3 separate regions of the Mus musculus genome follow, and regions 2 and 3 are each linked to region 1. Evidence: chromatin contacts called from public ChIA-PET and promoter capture Hi-C data. All regions are on one chromosome and are shown on one strand. Each heading gives the region's core, a stretch centred on a gene start, on an enhancer-like site or on the middle of the called end of the contact. The rest is flanking DNA. Distances are from core to core; before and after follow the strand shown.

Region 1 (2,920 bases), core at 234-2,733:
CAGGGGGGCTTCTGAGCTTATCTTCCCAGTTCTGGGGGTTACAGAGTGTGGTACTGCTCAGCTTCTTCACATGGATTCTGAGAGTCCAAACTCGGGTCTTCACGCTTGCATAGCAGGCACGCTACCCACTGAGCCATCTCTCCAGACCACCTCAGGGCTTCTCAGAATAGAAGCCGAGTTCGCCTGAGGTCAAATATTCAACTTCAAAGCTAGTCATCCCTCAGCCTTCCCAGGAGAGCTCTCAGAGTCAAGAGGACAGCATTTCTCAAATGTACCTATTGTACCAGGACTCTGTCTGGTTTTTTTTTTTTTTTTCCCCGAGCCAGGGTCTTGCATGGAGCTTCGAGCCAGGCTGCTCTCAAGAGTTTGATCTTGATCTTCCTCCTCTACCAGGCCCCACCTCCTGAGTCCTGAGATTGGAGATTTGGGACTCGACACTAGTTTTCCATTTATCTTTCTTCAAGGAGTACAGGCTCAGGAGAAAGACTAGGGCTCCAGTTTGTCCACATCACGTAAATCGATCAATTTGTCTGCACTTTAAGGGAGAAGGCATTAGCAGGCAGTTGGCTACTATGCCCTACTACTGTTCCATGTTTGATTGGCAGTCAGAAACTACGCATTCTGTAACTCTTTGACTTAGCTTAATTATTATTTATTGACTTATTCTTTAGCCCTGGCTGACCTAGAACTCCCTATGCAGTCCCTATGCAGACCAGGCTGATCTTGAAATTACAGAGATCCTCCTGTCTCCCAAGTGCTGGGACTAAAGGAATGTGCCACCACTGTCACGTTGCCTTAGTTAAGTCTTAAATCTAGAATTGCTTCGGGTCTCTGAGAAAGGACACCTTGAAGTTACTTCAAAGGTGAGCGAGATTTTGAACTCCAGCACTGTACAGCCCGAGTTTGCATCCCAGAAGGGGGCGCCTCACACCCGAAGCAACGCGCAGGCCCTCACTCACTGTGCTGATTCCAGCGCCCGTGTAGACAACCAAGTGCCTGGCACTTCGGACAGCTCCGGCCAGTTCGCGGACCTTCCTCCGCAGCTCCTCCGGGTCATCACACACCTGATAGGAGCCAGGCTGGTTATTGCCGCCGCTCGCCTCCCGCAGCCCGCCGCCCAGCACCCGCTGCCCGCGACTCGCCTCCTCCTGGCGGCGCTTGAGGCCCTCACGCCGCCGACTTCGACCCTGCAGCTCGGTCACCAGATCCTCGCTCTCGGCCAAGAGCCGGCCCTCCTCCGCGCTGCGCTCTGCAGCCGCCTTCCTCAGGATGCGTGACACCTACGGACGAGCAGCGGGTGAGCGACCGCGCGCGCCGGCGCGAGCGCGGGCACGGCAGTGGCTCACCTGGCGGAGGCGCTCCCGCTGCTGCTCCTCCCGCAGCCTCCGGACCCGCTCAGCAGCTTTGCGCTCCGAGCGGCTCAGACCGCCACCGGCTGCCATCGCTCCTTTGACTGCGCTTCCGGCTTCCGCTTCCGCCTCATCCGGCAGCTACAGAGACGCATGCGCGGGCCCGGCCCTTTCCACCTCTTCCGGCTCGCCCTTCCCACCCTTGCTCCTTCGGGATTTCAAAGAAATACCACCAGATCTCTTTAAAAGGCGTTTATTGATCATATACAAAATAAAGAAAACCTTATATATCACAAACATACACTATGTACAGCAATAAATACCCGGGGGGCCAGGCCCAGTGCCGCCCCTCCTGGACAATAATTTAGCAATAAATACTGCGCAGGGCACGGGTGGGCACCAAGGCTGCTGCCTGCTGAGGCCAGGAGACTGATTGCTCTCCAAGTCCAGGCCTCACCTTGCAGCCAGATCCCCTATGGCCCTACCCAGGTGCAGGAGACAGGGTCTCACCTTGCAGCCACACCACAGCCCCTCCTCACTTGGATGTTGAAGGACCCTCACCCCATTTAGGGTACTCTCTACTAACCTTCCCCCTGGCTTCAGCCCTGCAGGGCAGGCAGGGGCTGATCAACTCTGCTTGGACACACCTCTCAGCACCAGGAGACCAACAGAGCTGGACACACAATAGCCCTTGTCCTGTTGCCCTAAGTTGCCAGGAGAAGGCTTTCTGTACCCATTCCCATTTGGTTAAAGGCTTCAGAGACTAGCAGACAGAGAATGGGAGGAAAAGTGGGGTTGGGGCATAAAGTTGCTGGAGGGGCCAAAAGCCCAACGGGGGCCCTAGAGAACAAGGAAATCTTATCAGGAACACTTCCTAGAACACTCTACCTCACACTTCCAGAGACACCCGTGCTATATTAATGCCGTTGCTCCAGGGGCAGGGTACGTATGTGTGTAGCTGGCCCAGCAGGTATAGCACACACCTAGGACACACGCCAGGAACAGGCAAACTGTGAGCAGCTACAGCGAACCCATGCCTCTGTATGGTACCGATCTGTCCTCTGTTCCACAACTGCTCCCAAACCAGGCGGCCAATGGCACTGAGAAAATATGCCAAGAATTATTCAGTGGCTTCTGGGGAGATTGTTAATGTGTTGGTTCCTTTCACTAAACCACAGCCTAAAAAAGTAACTCAGAAGATCCCAGAGGGGAAACAGTGTAGCAGGCTGTGGCTCAGACATCCCAGCTGCGGATGGGAGCTTTAGCCAAGTGGCCACACCAGAGAGGGAGGTAGCAGGGAAGTGGCCTCACCATCTCCAAGTAGTTTATCAAAGCTGCAAACCCTGGCCCTGATCACCAAGGCTAACAGAGCACACATAGAACTGAAAGATGAGCTGAGACCAGCCTGCTGGAAGCCGGGTGATGGTGGTGATCCCTGTTAACACAGTGTTGCCACTGGCTCCCTGCACAGCAGGCACCACACCCAGCTGCACACAACACAGGGGGGACTCTCTGGGACCATACTCTACAGAGGAAACTGTGGACTTTCTTTGAAATCTGAGTGTCTATGT
Region 2 (3,032 bases), core at 488-2,987, 270 kb after region 1:
TGATAGACGGAAAGATGTCTCAGAGTTAATCATCTTGGCTCTGATATCAGAATTGATCAGAACAACAAACCAAAGCCAAAGGAAATAGGAAATAGAACAACAACCACTACCAACCACCACCACCACAACAACAACAATGGAGAAAATCAAATCCTAAGTTGGTTCTTCACAAAGATCAGCAAAATATTGATAGAACTGATAAGCCTCCAGTGAGGCTGGTCTAAGGTAAAGGGGAGGCCATCAAATGACCAGTGTCATAAGAAGCCTTTGCTATCCACTGACAGGCAGTAAGATTACAGGAACCAGGGACAGGGACAAAGTGGACAGAGGAGATCAAAGTACCAAAATGGACAGAAAAAAAAATCAGAGGAAAACCTAAACAAAACAAAACAAACAGGGCTGGTGTGATGGCTCAGTGGGTAAGAGTACCCGACTGCTCTTCCAAAGGTCCAGTGTTCAAGTCCCAGCAACCACATGGTGGCTCACAACCATCTGTAATGGGATCTGGTGCCCTCTTCTGGAGTGTCTGAAGACAGCTACAGTGTACTTACATATAATAAATAAATAAATCTTAAAAACAAACAAACAAAACAAAACAAACAAACAAACACAAACCAGTGATAAATCCAAAGAAGCTAGGATCAAAAGCCATATTATGGCCGCCATTCAGAAGTCCAGTCCACAAAGGCCCTTCCCCAGGGTGGTCAGGGCTGGCCACAGAGCTGAGGGGTCTGGATGAGACAGAGTGGAGGGTGTGGATGTGTGTGTCCATCTGGATTACATCGTCTGACTTGATGACACTGTAAGAACAGGCCCTTGCTTTCACCAAGTGTAAGTTACTACAATCAACAGGAGAGACAAGCATGGTGGGTTTTGTTTGCTTGCTTGCTTTCTTTCTTTCTTTCTTTCTTTCTTTCTTTCTTTCTTTCTTTCTTTCTCTCTCTTTCTCTCTCTCTCTCTCTTTCTTTCTTTCTTTCTTTCTTTCTTTCTTTTTTCTTTCCCTTGAGATAGGGTCTCTCCATGTAGAGATGGATGTCCTGCAGTGTTATGGGGATCAGGTTGGCCTTGAAATCATGGTACTCTGTCTGCTTCTGCAAGCTGATGGCAGAGGAAGGTGGACATTGCTCGCCACCACACCAGCCCTTGGCTGCTCTCCTTGATCTCCTCATCCCAAAGTCTCTGGACATGCCCTCTGGGCTTGGATGTTTGCTGTCCTTACTACCACCACGATCTGCTTTCAAACCATTGACCATTCCTCCCCCAGGGAATGCAGGGCCAAGTTTGTTTGATGTGGTTTCAATCCTGAGGACCTGTAATGGTTCTTGTCTGCAGGAAACACTCAGCATGGGTGACTGCCTTGGGAATGGTACCTGTCTATGTCCTGTTGGAATCTGGCCACCTGTGCCTTGAGCTTCATCTCTTCTTCCTGCAGCGTGTGAATCTGAAAGTCTTTGGAGACAGTCTCCTTGGACATCTGCGTGATCTGGGCGTCCCAGGCAGCTTTCAGAGCTGCCGCATCTTCACGAAATCTGCACGGGAAGAGTTTGGGAGTGCAGTGAGCGTCTCCTGTTCTCTCTCGTGCTCCCATACAGACCCAGAGGAGCACACACACAGTTGGCCAGCCCTCTCAAAAAGCCACATTAGAAGGCAAACCATTGCCTAATTTAAGACCATGGTTCTACTCAGGAAGAAACATCCAGCAGCCAGCCAAGCTACTGTTAACTAATTGACTATAAAGGGCCAAATTACGCAAGGGGGAAAGGTGATCTGTACACACAGCCTGTGGGACTGAGGAAGTGCTGCTGGTGAGTCACCTCTGCATCTTTCACTGTGCCCAGTCCAGCACCTAACACACTTCAAGAAGACTCTAGAGGCCACACATTAGCTTGACAGTCAAGTGTTGCTGGGCAAACCGCCCAAACACGCAAGCTTTCCCAAAAAACACACATCAAGTGACACTTTCAGGAGAGGCCATCTAACCAAGACCATCCCTGCTCACGGAAAACCTGCCTTTGTCACACGGTGCACCAAAGACCACACCCCTGGGAACAGACCTTCTGGGGCTCTGTGCTGATGGGCTGTCCCGTGTGGGCATGACAAGCAGAAGGTGAGTAGCTGCCCTGAATCAAGAGCCAGGTGTTGAGTCTCAAACCTGCCCTGGAACAGCATGGAGAGCCACTGTGCCACATCTCACACGCTCTGGGAGTACTGAAAACAGGACACACGAGGCAGCCACTTTCAGTCACTTTGGGCAAGCCCACCTGACTCTGCCTTCTGAGCCGGTGTCTGGTACTGAGGAAATGCTCCTGGAAATGCCCTCAGCAACACTTCTCACCAGGCTGCTTCCCAGGCCGGCATTCCCAGGGTCAGCACAGAAACACCTGGTCCAGTGACCTGTGTCCACTGTGGCCTCCTTCACATTCTACCTCCTTTCCCCAACACGTGGCCTGACTTAGCTGCCAGTATGACTACTGCCGTCTTACAGTGAAGACCAGTAGACTCTGACTGCTCCAAGTGGAGCAGACATGCCACTAGCAAACCTGTGTCTTTATCCTAATCATACATGTGTGCAAACCCACCGAGAGGGCAAGCACTGAGCACTGAGGTTGTCACAGAATGCCAGCACATGCTGGACAGAGGTGGACTGGTCACCAAACTCCCCACAAGTAAGAAGAGAGATTCAAATTTGGGTTTTCTGAACATGTTCTTTTGAGATGGGGTTTCAGTTAGCAGCCTAGGCTGGCCTCACCTTAAGAGCTCTGAGATTACAGATACATGTCACCCTGCCCTGTTTTCTACTGTCAGGGAAATGCCCTGTCTGTAGTAGTAACCCCCCCCCCCCTTTTTTTTTTGGTTTTTTTGAGACAGGGTTTCTCTGTGTAGCCCTGGCTGTCCTGGAACTCACTTTGTAGACCAGGCTGGCCTGGATGTGACACACTATAATTCCAGGAAGCTAAGGCTGGAGGATTATGAGTTCCAAGCTAGCCAGGACTATACAGAGTGAGACCCTGTCAAAACACAAAGTCATTTAG
Region 3 (3,073 bases), core at 350-2,849, 290 kb after region 1:
TTTCTTTCTTCAATCGTCCCTATAATTGCCCAGTAGACTCATGAGCAGCGTGGCCATGGTAGCAGGCTTCAGCAATGTGGACTTCCCACTTAGCAGGGCTTGTCTGGTTGTGGTTACTGTTGAGTGTCCACGCTACCAGCAACAAAACCCATACAGTGCTCCTCCATGGAATCATTTCCAGGACGACCAGCCAGAGACCTGGTGGCCCACTGCCATCAGGGAGGGGACAGCGCTGTGTCCTTATTAGAGCAGATATTTATTTATTCTGAGTACAGGTTTACTTTCTACCTTCATGTAATGCTTGGACCACAGAATGCCTCATCTACAGAGCATGGATGTCTCCTGACCAAGGACACACTTCACAGTCACAGAAGTACTTAGTGGGCTCTAGGTTGTAAGATTCGTGGGTCTTATCATGGTTTCGCCATCATGAGCTGCTGGTTTGATTGACCTGTGAAATGGCCTTTAAAAAAAAAAAGATTTATTATATGTAAGTACAATGTAGCTGTCTTCAGACACCACAGAAGAGGGCATCAGATCTCATTATGAATGGTTGTGAGCCAACATGTGGTTGCTGGGACTTGAACTCAGGACCTCTGCAAGAGAAGTCAGTGCTCTTAACCACTGAGCCATCTCTCCAGCCCTGAAATGGCCTTTTGAAGATTAATTTACAGTACCAGCTAAGTGGCATTAACTTGCTGAGCCGAAATGAGATCTAGAAGGCTGAAGAAGCTCTGAATTGGAATTCAATGAATGGTAATTTCCACCATGGCAACAATCCATGGGTCCAGGAACTGAGAGGTAGCAATAAAAACAGCATTACTCATCACCACCTCTAGTAAGCCATTTACCTCCTGCTCCCAGGGTGCACCACAAGTCTTGATTCCAGAGTGGGAAACTCTTCTACAGGCACTACAATGGTTCCACCAGACCTCTCAGGCACGTTGACCACTTTGGGACCCTCCAGCCCCTAGGTCAATAGGTGAGGAAAGGAACTACGGTGCTGGCTGAGGAGATCGGCCCAGACTCCCAGGGTGACCGGATGATTACCCCACAGTGGAAGTCAGGAAGATCCTGAGACATCGAGTATTACCATGTTTTGTGATTATGGTCAGTGGGGCCAGACATGGTGGAATATAAATATTTATTTCCTTTCTTTTTAAAATAAGGGAACACAATATTTTAAAAATTCAAATAGCTGGGCAGTGGTGGCGCACACCTTTAACCCCAGCACTTGGGAGGCAGAGGCAGGCGAATTTCTGAGTCTACAGAGTGAGTTCCAGGACACAGCTAGAGCTACACAGAGAAACCCTGTCTCAAAAAACAAAAAAACAAAAACAAAAACAAAAACAAAAAAAATCAAATATATTTCTAATGAAAATTATGTCAATTTATTAAGCATTCAGACTGTCAGGCTTTAAAATACCAAGTTTGTTCATGTTCTTTTAGAGCAAAATCTACTGTTGTTTTCCACTTGTTTTTATGTGAGACTGACATTTCAGTTCCACCGTCAGAATGACATCATCAAGGTTGCTCAAGACACAAGTTTCCAATCACGGAAGAAGCCCATCCCCCCATCCCCCAGCTAAGGCGGAAGTGTGTTAGTTGTGACATCACTTCCTTTCTGCCCTGCAAACCCACCACTTTCAGCTCTTTGTCCTTAACCTCACCCCCCACTGCTTCCAGCAAGATCTTTCTCACCTGGAGGGTGAGGCAGAAGTTTCTGCAGTGGCAGCAACTCTCAGGGGTCAATTTAACTTATAGGTGTCTATATGTCATTTTTAAAGTAAGCTGTCTTCAAGAATTCTAACAATTTAACTGGAAAAAAAAATCTCTCTGAGTTGTTCAAACGTTTCATCCACTATTCCAATTTGTCCCTTGGTTCCTAAATAACCAGAAGTATTGAAATAAGGCACCCTGAGCCCTGAGCTGCAGAGGTGGCTCAGTGACTCAGAGCACTATGCTCTTCAGAGGACCTGCATCCATATGGTGGTTCATAACCACATGCAATGACTGTTGAAGGCCTCATGCCTTCTTCTGGCCTCTGTGGACATGCACATACACTCCAAAACACTGATACACACACAATTTAAAAAAGAAAAAGGAAGGCATCTTATTGTCTTTTTTTTTTAAAGATTTATTTATTAATATAAGTTCACTGTAGCTGTCTTCAAACGCAGCAGAAGAGGGTATCAGATCTCATTATGGGTGGTTGTGAGCCACCATGTGGTTGCTGGGATTTGAACTCAGTACCTTTGGAAGAGCAGTTGGTGCTCTTACCCACTGAACCATCTCACCAGCCCTTTTTTTTTTCCTTATTGTCTTCTATGGCACGTTTATAAACTCATCGTCACAGGAATGCAGGAACTCTTCAGACATGAACACATGCTCTGGCTACAGAGACGACTCTATCGCCCTGCCTACTGATCTGAGTTCCACTCCCTAGGACCTAGACAGTGGGAACTGACTCCCGCAGAGTCCCTCTGACCTTCACAGGCAAGCTACAGCATGTGTGTTTCTGCCCCAAATACACACAAGCAAATTCATGTAACCCACTGTAAATACAAATGCATGGTGTACATCTTCTGAGGGCCTTTGCTCTTGGCCTTTGAATCTCCTCTTCCAATGCCTCTGAAAAGTGGTTGTTGCTACTAGCACAAGGCTGAAGCCATCTCTTCTGCCACTTCAAGTCAAGACTCCACAACTTCTGCTTCAAAAGGACAGGCTCTCTCCCGCCAAGGCCACACACACTTCCAGTTCAGGCCTACATACTCAACTTTTTTTGTTTTTCTGACAAGTTTTCATCATGTAGCCTACAGGGGCTTAACGCTTGCAGTCTCCATGATCGCTATGACAGATGTCACATGATCATGAGTGCTATGACAGATGTCACATGACCATGCTCAACTTTTTTTTTTTCCTATTTTGTTAAGAATATGTGTGTACAGGGTTGAAGAGATGGCTCAGTGGTCAAGAGCACCGACTGCTCTTCCAGAGGTTCTGAGCTCAATTCCCAGAAACCACATGGTGGCTCACAACCATCTGTAATGGGATCCGATGCCCTCTTCTGGTG

Evidence for each region. Promoter capture Hi-C pulls out the DNA fragments that hold promoters and counts their contacts. ChIA-PET counts read pairs in DNA pulled down with a chosen protein or histone mark.
Region 2: a promoter capture Hi-C map of liver shows a contact between it and region 1, with 3 times the contacts expected there. The contact joins the enhancer-like site here to the promoter of Sirt7 in region 1. A contact is called at or near these places in 3 of 39 promoter capture datasets (cranial neural crest, liver and pre-B cells), 2 of 484 Hi-C or Micro-C datasets (the G1E-ER4 cell line and liver), 3 of 115 datasets of contacts at active chromatin or transcription factors (embryonic stem cells and pancreatic cancer cells) and 2 of 9 other capture datasets (adipose tissue and liver).
Region 3: a contact with region 1 is called in an RNA polymerase II ChIA-PET map of memory CD8 T cells, with 5 read pairs. The contact joins the enhancer-like site here to the promoter of Sirt7 in region 1. A contact is called at or near these places in 6 of 39 promoter capture datasets (the HPC-7 cell line, the SN4741 cell line, cranial neural crest and 3 more), 2 of 484 Hi-C or Micro-C datasets (the G1E-ER4 cell line and liver) and 5 of 115 datasets of contacts at active chromatin or transcription factors (effector CD8 T cells, embryonic stem cells, memory CD8 T cells and 1 more).

Annotation. Positions count from the first base shown.
Region 1 is chr11:120,623,531-120,626,450 of GRCm38.p6, forward strand. It overlaps Sirt7 (sirtuin 7), which reads right to left and starts at 1,484. Exons shown (of 10, transcript NM_153056.3): 1 at 1,347-1,484; 2 at 1,143-1,280; 3 at 960-1,064. The coding sequence starts at 1,442. It overlaps Mir6936 (microRNA 6936), which reads right to left and starts at 1,346; the gene lies at 1,293-1,346. It also overlaps a transcript of Mafg not described here.
Region 2 is chr11:120,896,439-120,899,470 of GRCm38.p6, forward strand. It overlaps Ccdc57 (coiled-coil domain containing 57), which reads right to left. Exons shown (of 19, transcript NM_027745.1): 8 at 1,371-1,529. Among named protein-coding and RNA genes, the nearest start is that of A430102A20Rik, 35 kb to the right of the region's middle. Within about 2 kb of position 1,738, at least 36 of the 459 cell types and tissues checked have an H3K27ac peak or open chromatin away from gene starts, as enhancers often do. A contact at or near this core is called in liver and pancreatic cancer cells, where this site is marked.
Region 3 is chr11:120,915,097-120,918,169 of GRCm38.p6, forward strand. All of the region lies in intron 3 of Ccdc57 (coiled-coil domain containing 57), which reads right to left. Among named protein-coding and RNA genes, the nearest start is that of A430102A20Rik, 16 kb to the right of the region's middle. Within about 2 kb of position 1,600, at least 60 of the 459 cell types and tissues checked have an H3K27ac peak or open chromatin away from gene starts, as enhancers often do. A contact at or near this core is called in memory CD8 T cells, where this site is marked.